2 separate regions of the Gossypium arboreum genome follow, and region 1 is linked to region 2. The links are chromatin contacts, called in public Hi-C maps. All regions are on one chromosome and are shown on one strand. Each heading gives the region's core, a stretch centred on a gene start, on an enhancer-like site or on the middle of the called end of the contact. The rest is flanking DNA. Distances are from core to core; before and after follow the strand shown. Region 1 has its middle 7.2 kb from the start of LOC108480346. Region 2 holds the start of LOC108482644.

Region 1 (6,070 bases), core at 2,604-5,103, 73 kb before region 2:
GTTACGAAGATGCTGGGATACGATTATTTGATCTCATATCACAAGGGAACTCAGAATACAGTGGCTGACACTTTGTCCAAGAAACCTCATGACCACACTTATCAACTGCTCCAATGTGAAGGCAATTTAGACTCTTCTTGGTCTGAGGTATGAGACCGTATTGTTGCTTCCTATGAGGCAGATAAGAAGCTCTACCAGTTGTGTCAAGATGTTTAAATGCAGCCTCAGTTGCATCCCAAGTACTCGTGGCATGGTACATTCCTTGGCAGATTGGGCAACATTGTGGTAGGAAATGATATCCAGCTTCGAAAACAAATTTTTGGTCTTTTCCATTACAGTTCTTTGGGAAGTCATTCTGGCATCCATGCTACTTGTCACAGGATATCTGCCTTGCTCTATTAGAAGGGTATTTTTAAAGATGTTAAGCATTGGGTCTGAGAATGTGTAGTTTACCAGCATTGCAAAGTTGATAATTTTGCTTCCCCTAGGCTTTTGCAACCCTTACCTATACCCAATCATGCTTGGACTATCATCAGCATGGATTTCATTGAAGGTCTGCCTTTGTCACAGGGTAAATCAACCATTCTTGTAGTGATTGACTGTTTAACCAAGTATGGTCACTTCCTTGCCTTAGCTTATCCCTTTACTGCCTTCACCGTAGCTCAAGAGTATATTTACCACATTTACAAGTTGTATGGGATACCCGAGTCAATCATGTCTGATAGAGATATAATTTTTTAAAGTAATTTTTGACAGGAACTGTTTCAAAATTTGGGCACCAAACTAAAAATGTCTACTGTCTACCATCCTCAAACTGATGGCCATACAGAAATTCTTAACAAGTGCTTAGGAAGTTACTTAAGATGCATGATTAGTGAAAAGCCATCTGCTTGGGCGTCTTGGCTACTTTTGGCGGAGTGGTGGTACAATACCACCTACTATTTTGGCTATTCAGACCACTCCTTATGAAGCTCTTTATGAGCAAGACCCACCTCTTTACTTACCTTACTTGGTTGGTGCTTCTCTAGTGGCTACAGTCGATCACACCTTACAATATCGAGAAGTTATGCGCAAGGTTTTGAATTTTCATCTAGCTCAAGCTCAGGATCGAATGAAACAAATGGCAGATAGACATAGGTCGGAGCGAGAATTTCAGGTGGGTAATTTGGTGTATTTGAAGCTGCAACTGTATCGACAACATTCTCTGCGCAATTTTAAGAACCAGAAGTTGTCTCCTCGGTATTTTGGCCCTTTTTTAGTGGAGGCTCATATGGGACAGGTTGTTTACAAACTATTGTTACCACCTTCTCCTTGTATCCATTATACTTTTCATGTCTCTCAATTGAAGAAGCATATTGGTTCAGTGGTGAGTGTTTCTACTTTGCCACCAGTGGGGTTTGATGCAGCTCTTCTCAAGACATCGATTCAAATATTGGATAGACGCCTCGTCAAGCAAGGTAACCATGTTGCTGTGGAGGTTCTCGTTGAGTGGGCAGACACATTTCCTAAGGATTCTGCTTGGGAGAATTTGCAGGATCTTTAACGTCGTTTTCCTATGTTTGATCCTTGTGGACAAGGATCCTCCTTCAAATGGGGGGTATTTGTTATGGAATAGTTCAACGACCTTTCCCATTTTCATATTTTCGCCATTATTGTTATTTTTTTTTATTTTGAACGATGCGTTTTACTTTTGTTTTCATTCTCGTTATACACGGTGTGTTTTAGCATTAGTTAAATGGTATGTTTTAATCCATTATTATTGTTAAGGTCAGTCCGTTATTTGGTTACCATTTATACATGTAACAAAAGTCCAAAAACGGTTATGAAAATTTGAATCAGAATTCTTTGTATTCTCTCTTTCTCTTTTCTCTCGATTTCTTTTCTTTTTCTTCTCTCTGTTTTCTACTATTCTAGATCTATTACGTGACAGTTTTACATTTCAGTAAATCTCTTTGCAGAAACAAGAACTAGTGCTCCTTTGTATCACATACTCATCTTCGTTCCTCAGGTTCCCTATCGACTGAGCTCCTCGGAGATTCAAATCAAGTCACCTCTTTATCCGGACTCAGAAATCCCGATATGACTACCTCTCTGTCCCCTCAACCAATTCCCTTTTGATCTCTTTGAATGACTAGTTCGACCGCTGTCGAGGTTTCTTCCAACCAGAAGTCAACGATTCACTTCTTCTTTCCCATGCTGCCATCGCATGTGCTGCTTCATTGGCTCCCCGAGGTATGTGGCTAAACACAAGAGTTCTGAAATTTCTAATCTTGCCTTGAATTTCATTTATGAGTCCTCCGATAACAGATCTGTCATTTCTTTCTTCTGTTTTTTGAAGCTTTTTAACGACCGTTACTGAATCTCCTTCAATAATGACGTTTTTAAACCCCAAGTCTTCTGCGAAGTTAACTCCATGAAGGCAGACCTATGCTTCTGCAGTTGTCGGGTCTCGTACATTCCTTACCGTTTAGGTGCATGAACCCATTACAAATCCCTTGTTATTTCTTGCAATAATTCCAGAAACTGCCCTATTATTTGGCTGATGAAAACTGGTGTCAAAGTTTACTTTGACTTGGTTATCTGTTGGGGGCTCCTAATGGGCCTTCTGTATTTTGTGCTAACTCTCAAGGATATTATCCAACATTTTTATTTCATTTATAAGAGTTTTGATAAAGCTTACTAAATCAATTACACTTTATCGAATGCCTTCATGATAAAAAAATGTTTCTGTTGTGCCTAATCGCCCAGAATGAAGCTACTAAGCATGTATATTGCTTTGTGTTACTAAAATTGCAAGTCTCGATTAACCAACGTTTCCATTTTGTGTTTTCATGTGTGGGTCCGATCCGAACTTCCAACCTCTGGAGGACTTGCTTCGCAAAATTACAGTCTCGAAAGACATGTGCAATTGATTCTTCATCTTCACCGCAAAGTGGACACAACGCTTCAAATCTCAACTTTTGGAATTTTAGAGAACTTAGAGTAGGCATAAAATTGTTTGTGATCCTCCATAGGTTAATCTTAATCTTGCTGAGAACTTTTAATAAATTTTCATCTGTTCTGTCAATATTGTACTTTCATTTCCCAGCAAGTTAGCTTCTTTTGTAATACTCCATATGTATCCACTTTTTGTCGTGTATTCGTCTGATTTTTCACCCCACTAGACCATGGTATCTGGATGCTATGTATTCCCCAGGGGAATAGTTCTAATCATTTTTGCTTGGTCTTCATCAAAGAGGCCCCTTAACACTTCTTCCTTCCAAGTAATTGAATCGGGATTAATAAGTTCTTCAACCATAGTATACCTCCAATTGATATTCTGAAATTGTAAATTTCCATTCCCAGGGTATGGAAGCCATGTGTCATTCCAGATATTAACAGAATTCCCGTCGCCTATCCTCCATCCAACACCTGATTCTAAAATATTCCTTGTACCCCATTTACTTCTTCAAGTAAATGAACGGTGAGTTACTAACTCAGCTTTTAAAAAATCATTGCGTGGGTAATAAGTAGCTTTCATGACTTGCGCTAGTAAACAATTAGGATCGTAAATAAGTTTAAAACCTTGCTTTGCCTGCAAAGCTTTATTAAAATTTGATAAGTCTCTAAAACCAATCTCCCCATATGCCTTTGGGGAACATAAAAACTTCCAACAACACCAATGAATCCCTTTATTTGTTTTTAAATTTCACTACCAGAACTTACATATAATGCTCTCCAACTCTCGACATAATGAAACTGGTAATCGTAAACACTGCATAGCAAATATGGGAATAACTCGTAGTACTGATTTAATAAAAATCTCCTTCCCTCCTATGGAAGGTTGTGAATTCTCCAACTTTTTACTTTTGTCAAAATCTTTCTTTAATTTCAACAAAAGCGTTTTTCTTTCTTCTTCCCAACATCGTTAGTAACCTAAGGTACTTCTCAGGATTATTAGCAATTCGAACACCCAAATCTCTTCCTATTTTAATCTTGATCTCATCACTTTATGTTATTACTAAAATAGATTAAAGATTTATCAAAATTCACCATCTGTCCAGAGATTGCCTCGTATTCATTTACCACTGTCTTGATAGCTAATGCCTCCTCCTTTGTTGCTTTTCCGAATAAAATACTGTCATCAACAAATAAAAGATTAGTTATTGGCAAACCACTTCGTCCTACTTTCACCCCTTCTATTTTCCCTTCCCTTTTTGCAAGATTAAGTAATCCTTTTGCACAGATGAGAAATAGATATTTCCTTAGTGGATCCCCTTACCTTAGACTCTAGTTGGTTTGAACTCCCTTCCTTTACCTCCTTTAAGAACCACCGAATATGAGACAGTGTTAATACATCTCAAAATCAATGAAACCCATTTGTCACAGTACCAAGAGTTCTCATCATTTTTCCAACAAAAAGTCATTCAACCTTATCGTATGCTTTGCTCATATTTAATTTTAACGCGAATAACCCTCTAACCAACCTTTTCTTCTTAAAAGAATGCAACAGTTCATAGGCCACTAGAATATTATCGGTAATTTGTCTACCAGGCACAAAAACTCCATATGTTTCTTCAATACAATAGCTTAGGGTCTTTCTAAATCTATTAGCTAATGCCTTTGAAATTATTTTTTCAAATTTGTATGTCACATTACATGGGCTAATCGATCTAAATTGCCCCATATTTTTTTGCGTCAAAACCTTAAGAATTAGGAGTTTATTGAAGTATTTAATTGTTGATATATATATATATATCTATTGTTTGTATAGTTGTAGGTGTTCCTAAAGTCTAGAATGTTGGTAGTTAGCCAAATACTAAGACAATGTTACTAATAATTGCTATTTTTATACCATGTGGGATGCTAATATCATCATTTTATATTTTTGTACACCCAAGCACTCAATAGCTCTTATCCTTATTAATGCTTTTGGTATTTTATGACCATCAATTGTTGTTTGTAAGCAACCAATTTCGTTTTGGGCGTAGTATACCAATTTAAAAATATTAGTTCAAATTTACACTAAAATAAGATTCTTCAAATTTGACTTTTTCTCCTTTCATTATTTATTTTCTTTATTTTTCAATTTTACAACAAATTTTGACTAATAATTTGAGTTTTCGATTTAAATGGAGATGTGAATCTTTTATTATCTAATCCAACTTAATTTAGGGTATGTACTTAATATAAACTTTTCAAAAGAAAAAGTCAGTTGAAAATGTTTATTTTATTTTATTTTAAAATGATGCATTGTAATACTTAATTCTTATCAATTTATCAAATAATATTCTAATGTAAACTTAGTACTTATAAAATATAATATTAGAAATTCAGTACTAAAATTATTCATTTATCAAAAAGATGCCTTAGATAATTTTAAAGGAAAAATATTTGGTACATTGTAGTGAAATTTTTAACTCTATAAATAAAATTATAGAGTTGACAAGTGTCATATAAAGATATAGTAAAATATTAAAAAATATATTTTAAAAAAAAGAAGATATGACAATTTTAAAAATTTTTTGTGAAATAAAAATATACATTCTTAGTATACCAAATATTAATCCAATTTTGATTTGTAAATAATTGGATAACTATTTGCTATAACAGCATAGAAATTTTTTAATTACAAAAGCGAGTTAAAATTACTTAATTTATATTTAAAAATAAAAATAAGTAAACAAGAGATATAATAAATTTGTAACCTCATTATGCAATTAAAAATCACACTATTTAATTAATTAAAATATTGAGGAAGCATATCAGGTTTACCCATAGAAGTGATTGGTTGGTGACATGAAAATTGAAACTAAGGTATAATAATTTTAAGTAAAAAACGAAGGTCAAATGTAATATTTTATCAAAAAATTCGTATAGTTGCTTGATGAATAGAAAGGTAATGGAAAGGGCGAACAAAATATTCCTTCATATGTTATGAAATTCCAAGTAAAGCAAACTCAAAACTGGAAAGTAAGCCAAAAGGTGCATGTATACCAAGCTTTTACTTTTATCACACTACCTATCAATTATTTGAATACCAATTTATTTCTCTCCTCTACTAACTATACACAAATCCAAAAAATATTCA
Region 2 (5,599 bases), core at 957-3,456:
AAAAGAGACACATTAAATTTTTTAAGACTACTTGTGAAATAAAAAAATATATATTATCGATGTATCGAATACAAACCCTAAGATTTAACTACTTAATCAAAATTGTTTGATAAATAAAAATAAGGGATAATATATTTTTGGCCTATGATAATTAGGTCCATTTCGGTACCTGTACTTATTTTAAATCTACTTTGGTATCTAAATTTGGTAACTTGATTCATTTTTATCATTGGACTTGAAAAATATAAAAGTTCGATGAAGTGAAATTTTGAGATTGAGCCACATCTTCACTTGAAAATAAAAAAAAAAATATATATAAAATTTCTAAGTTATGACGTGATATAATCTTTAGAGTGTCACATACAATGTTCTAATAACTGGACCAGTGGTTGAACTGGTCAGACTATTAATTTTCGATTCAATCAGTTTGATCAATTCAACTAATAAACTAAGAATAAATAAATAATTAAAATTCATAAAAAAATTAAAAAATGAAAAATTTATTAAACAATTCAACTACGAATTTAGTTTAATTTTTGATTTTTACTGATTTTGATCAATTTTCAATCAATCACTCAACCCCTTTGTTTGAATTAACATATTGGTCAATTCTCCGTTTATTCAATCTGACTGACTGAACCAATTATATTTCGAAAATATTAATCATATTACTAAATATTAATAAAATCTAAATTGAAAATCCGAAATGAATATAATTACCTAAGAAAATGAAATTAAAAAAATACTAGTAGCAAAGGAACTTATTAATTATCCGGTTAAGAGCCAAAAATTATATTTTCCGATTAATAAGTTTGATTAGGAGCTCGGTTATTTATGGGTTGTCTTTGGCAATACTCCAATTGGCTACTTTATGGTAGTTTAGTTGTCAACATCCGTCGATCCATCAAATTTAATTAAGCCCCCAAGTCTGTGTTCAATCAATAAACAAACAACAGAGTGCTTTAAACAAATTTATGTGAATTCCCAATAAAGCCAAAGAGAAGATAAAGTTGTTGCTATCTTCAATTTGGAAATTTAAAAAAGATTTCTACGTTCTTTGTTACATACATTACCATCATGGACATCAATCTGAACTAGACAGCAACAGCCGACATATGGAAACAAGCAAATTATATGTTAGCTATATATTAATATCATGTCCATTACAACTTGAGTTGTGATCTCCTCTGCTATGGCGTCTCCAATTACTAGTCCTATCTCCTTCTGTTCTTCATAAACATTCCATTCCTTGGTTGAATCCATTCCATCCAACTCCAACAATTCCCTTCTGCTCCATAATAAGGGAACCTTGTTTGTTGGCTGCAAAACCCTTTTCGATAGTGAAAATGGTGAAGAATTAGACCCATCAGGCTCTGCTAACTCTCTTAATCCTGGCTTGCTTTGAACAAGTAAATTCCAGACTGAAGCTGAAAATATTATCAGCTTACTCAAGAACAAGCTTTTCTGCCTCGTCATGTAAAACTGAGGGCTGTATTCCATGCAACCGCACTGAAGCTTTGAATCTGCAACATCCTGTTAGCTTTATATCAAATCTCTTTTCTTTATGCAATAACAGAAAATGATAGATAAACTATAAAAGCTTTTTCTACCTTCTTTTCCCTTTCATTGTAGAGTTTCAACATAGGCGGCTCATCTATGTCAGTATCTGAGCATGAATTATACACTGTTGTGCTGCTAGCGGTGGAAAATGTATCTGAAGAATTCTTGGCTTTTGACCCTTTAATTGCAAACAACTTGTTACATACTACAACTTTAAGTAGTTTAGGGAAGTTGGGAATACCCTTCTTGTTGATCCTTAAAAACTTGCCTGAATTTCCATGGCAGCCAATGGACTTGTTGTTTCTCAAACACCCTCTTTCTGAAAGGTAAATCTCTAAGATGAAAGGTTCTTGTTGTTGTTGAAGGAGCTCCCCAAGTTGTCTTCCTGCTGGCTTGGATGGTGATGATGATGATGCAGTCCTAGTCGCCATTAGAATAACCTCAAGGGTCTGAAAAATGTATTATTGTGGCTTTAAAGTTGAAAGGGCTAACTAGGTTATTAAATGGGAAAGACAAGACATATCTGTCAGTTTGGGACTGAACAATATCAGAAACACAAAAGGAAGATTGGGTTTGTAAAGCTATCAAAGAGAGAGACAATTGTCAATCACAATCTCAAGGTTATAAAGCTTTAATTCTAAGGCACCACCCACAGTTTTGTGCTCATTTAGTCTAGCTGTAATACCATCTATGAACGGTAAAAATAGGATAGGAGGTTATTTCATTGCATTTAAAAAAGAAAAAAAAAGGAATTATATGAACTAATTAAAATTTTTACTTCTTATTCAATCTTGGGAGCTTGGTCGGATCTATCTCTTATTTTATATGCATTCCAATTTATTTTTTGGTGTTGGTAATTAATAATAATAATAATAATAATAATAATATGGTCCCAAAAGCAGTTGTCGTTTTCTGAATGGTGTCCAAACTAGTCTACATTGCTGATGGGAACACACGCAAATTCAATGCTGAAATTAGGCGCCAGAAATTATTACGTAAAATTTAAATAAAAGATGAATATCACAAATTAAGATTATTATTTGAAAAACAGAGCTAAAAAAATGAAAAATAATTTTAATTGGTATTTAAAGTAATAAAAATCTATAAATAAGACCCATGATGATCTATGAACTGCGCTTATAGAGTTAAAAAGCTTCATTGCATGTGTCTCAAATAGTTATTCTAAAAATTATTAATATTAGAGATATAAACTATTAGATCTAATTGAAATATTCGGAACGAGATCAGGTGTAGTTATTTACTTATAAATCTATTAAGGGGTTCAACTCTCTTTTTAAGAGAAGTCCTTGAAATAGAGATATTATATTTAGATGTATATTCTCAATTTTAGTCTAGAATTTTATCTCTAGACTTTGAAGAGAACCAAAAGAGTTTACAGAATTTAAGGAGTGTTTCACCACCAAAGAAATATTTAGCATTTAACTGTGGCAGGTTCGAATGCATGATATTATATGCCATTGGCAAGTAAGGATACTAGACAAGTGGTGGTGTTTTTATCCACTAAGACCTTTTAAGGACATTAGTTTGAACCCCATCAAAGTAAAAAATGTTAAATATTTCTTTAGTGGCAAGACGCTTCCTAAACTACGTGAAGTCTTTTAGATTTTTTTTTTTAAAAGTAATTTTGATAGACTAAACTCAAAGTTAAAAATGAGCATAGATATTTAATTCTATATAGATGAATGGAAGTCCAACTGAAAAAACATTATGTAGATGATTGATTCACATAGAGCAACAAAAAATTTATATTAAAAATTATTTTCGAATTGGATCATAATTTCTATTTTTTTATAAAAAATCAACGTCACATATTTTACACTAACCGAAAAAGAAAATGGTTATAATAAAGATTAATGATTTTAAGGGCTATATTCCTTGGAAATTATGAATGATTTTATTTCAGGGCTTCTTTTTGCTTTCGTTTTTCCTTTGTTTGTGCATATTTAATATCGAGGTCGGTTTCTTTTTTGTTGATGACATTATATACATGGGAGGTCCCATTGATACCATGATTTCTGTTTATAAAGTAAATTAAAAAAGACTTGGGAGCATCTTTTAATTCATGAGTTGATTGATGGGTTTCTTTTTTTAATTTGTGTTTGAACTCTAAATTTATGTTTAACCTTGCTTTTCATATAAAAACATATTAACAGTTTATTACATAATTTCTGTGGTTACTTTAAAAATTCTGTAATTACTTGGATAACAAGTTTATGTCAAGTAACTTCAGACATAGTTTTTGAAAGGAAAAAATGTTGCCTCCTCTTTCTCAATATTGGATCGAATTGAGTAAAAAAATTTAAATTTGTTAAGTTGACGAGTCTTATTTTATCATTCTAATTGATTTAATTTTTTAATCAAGTATTCGAGCTAAATTTAAAAATTAAAAATATCAAAATAAAATCTTATTACAGTATAACTAATTTCATGTTAGAACACAAAATTTGAAACTATATATTTTGAAAACTTAAATTTGAATTTGTAATTTACTTGTTTAGGTCCTCAAAATTATTATTTTATTTTTTTAAAATTTAAACATTTTTATATATTTTTTCTTTTTAAATATTGTAAATTTTAAAATATTTATAAAATTAAAATTTTATAAATATTTTGACTTTTGAAAATAACTTTGATATTTTTATTGTATTTTTTATTGAGAGAGGTCAATTTGCTCAATTTCAAAATTGCTGGGACCAAAAATGTATTTACACCAATTTATTATTTGATTTGTTCGAATTACTCAAGTTATTCAAATTGTAAAATTCAACTCAACTTAAACTCGAAAAATCGAATAACTTATTTGAATTTACTCGAAAAACTGAATAATTTGAATAACTCGATTCAATTAACGCAAAATTCAAAAAAAAATTTAATTTTTCTCGTCGAATCAAGTTTTGCTCACCCCTATTTATATAAGGTTGTAAACTAACTGAGATCAAACGAATGAGTATATGTCTATGTTTGTTTATCTATTTTTAAGTTGATTTGTGTTTGATTCGTATTCATTAAAAAATATAAAATTATATTCATGTTCGTTTCTTTAAAATCATATATACTTGTATTTGTTTATTTAAACTTAAAAAAATTATGAATATTAAATAAATATTTTCTAAAACATATCCATAAACATATAATTATACATGTTTACAATATATATATATATATATATATATATATATATAAATCTAATTATGAATAATAAAACTTATTTTTAATATAAAATGATAAAAAAAGAATAATTATATTATAAATCATTACAATAAACACACAAGTAATAATAATGTTATTAATTATATAATAATCAAACTATAATTGAGTGTTAAACAAATATAAATAAGTTTATTTCATGAATATAAATTAACTGTTCAGTTCATTTAGTAAACAAGCATCACAATCTTGCTTACATTTGTTTATTTAACTTGATAAAGTACCATAAATGAATTATTGAACAACACTCTCTTCACTTACACTCATATGCCTATGCAAGAATTCTTTATTTTATTATGATTTCTGAATTTGAATATTATTTTGGACGAACATAAATTTTTTATGGATCGATATAATATTCAATTATTTAATCGATAGAATAAAAAGTTGAATAGTTAAAATAATTATAATTTTTCAACTAAACTCTACCATATAATTTTCGAAAAGAATTATGAATCACTGACTAGTATTAGAAATCATCTTGATATATAAAAGTTTTCATTATTTACATTATACAAAATCATGAAACTCAATAGATCAAATGATCAATATTTTGCAAGTTGAAGTGAACTCAACATTTGATATCAAAACCGGTTCTAGAGTACCAGCAATATGCCCCAAAGGATAGTTGATTCTTGTTGGAATAGGGTAAGTATGATGATTTTAGAGGAAGAACATAATCCTAAATCAGTTATATGTATATATAAGAGTGATATGGAGGTTATTCTACTTGGATTGTATTTTATCTCTTTTACTTAAAAAAAAAGATAAATGAGTATTTATACATTCGATTAAAAAGAAATTAATATTT

Evidence for each region. A called contact is a pair of places that touch in the nucleus more often than the background predicts.
Region 1: a contact with region 2 is called in a Hi-C map of leaf, with 1.9 times the contacts expected there. The contact joins the enhancer-like site here to the promoter of LOC108482644 in region 2. A contact is called at or near these places in 2 of 5 Hi-C or Micro-C datasets (both in leaf).

Annotation. Positions count from the first base shown.
Region 1 is chr1:83,899,079-83,905,148 of ASM2569848v2, reverse strand. No RefSeq gene overlaps it. Among protein-coding and RNA genes, the nearest start is that of LOC108480346, 7.2 kb to the left of the region's middle. Within about 2 kb of position 3,853, at least 2 of the 2 cell types and tissues checked have an H3K27ac peak or open chromatin away from gene starts, as enhancers often do. A contact at or near this core is called in leaf, where this site is marked.
Region 2 is chr1:83,825,340-83,830,938 of ASM2569848v2, reverse strand. It overlaps LOC108482644, which reads right to left and starts at 2,206. Exons shown (of 3, transcript XM_053020321.1): 1 at 1,829-2,206; 2 at 1,611-1,738; 3 at 972-1,533. The coding sequence starts at 1,991. The coding sequence ends at 1,138.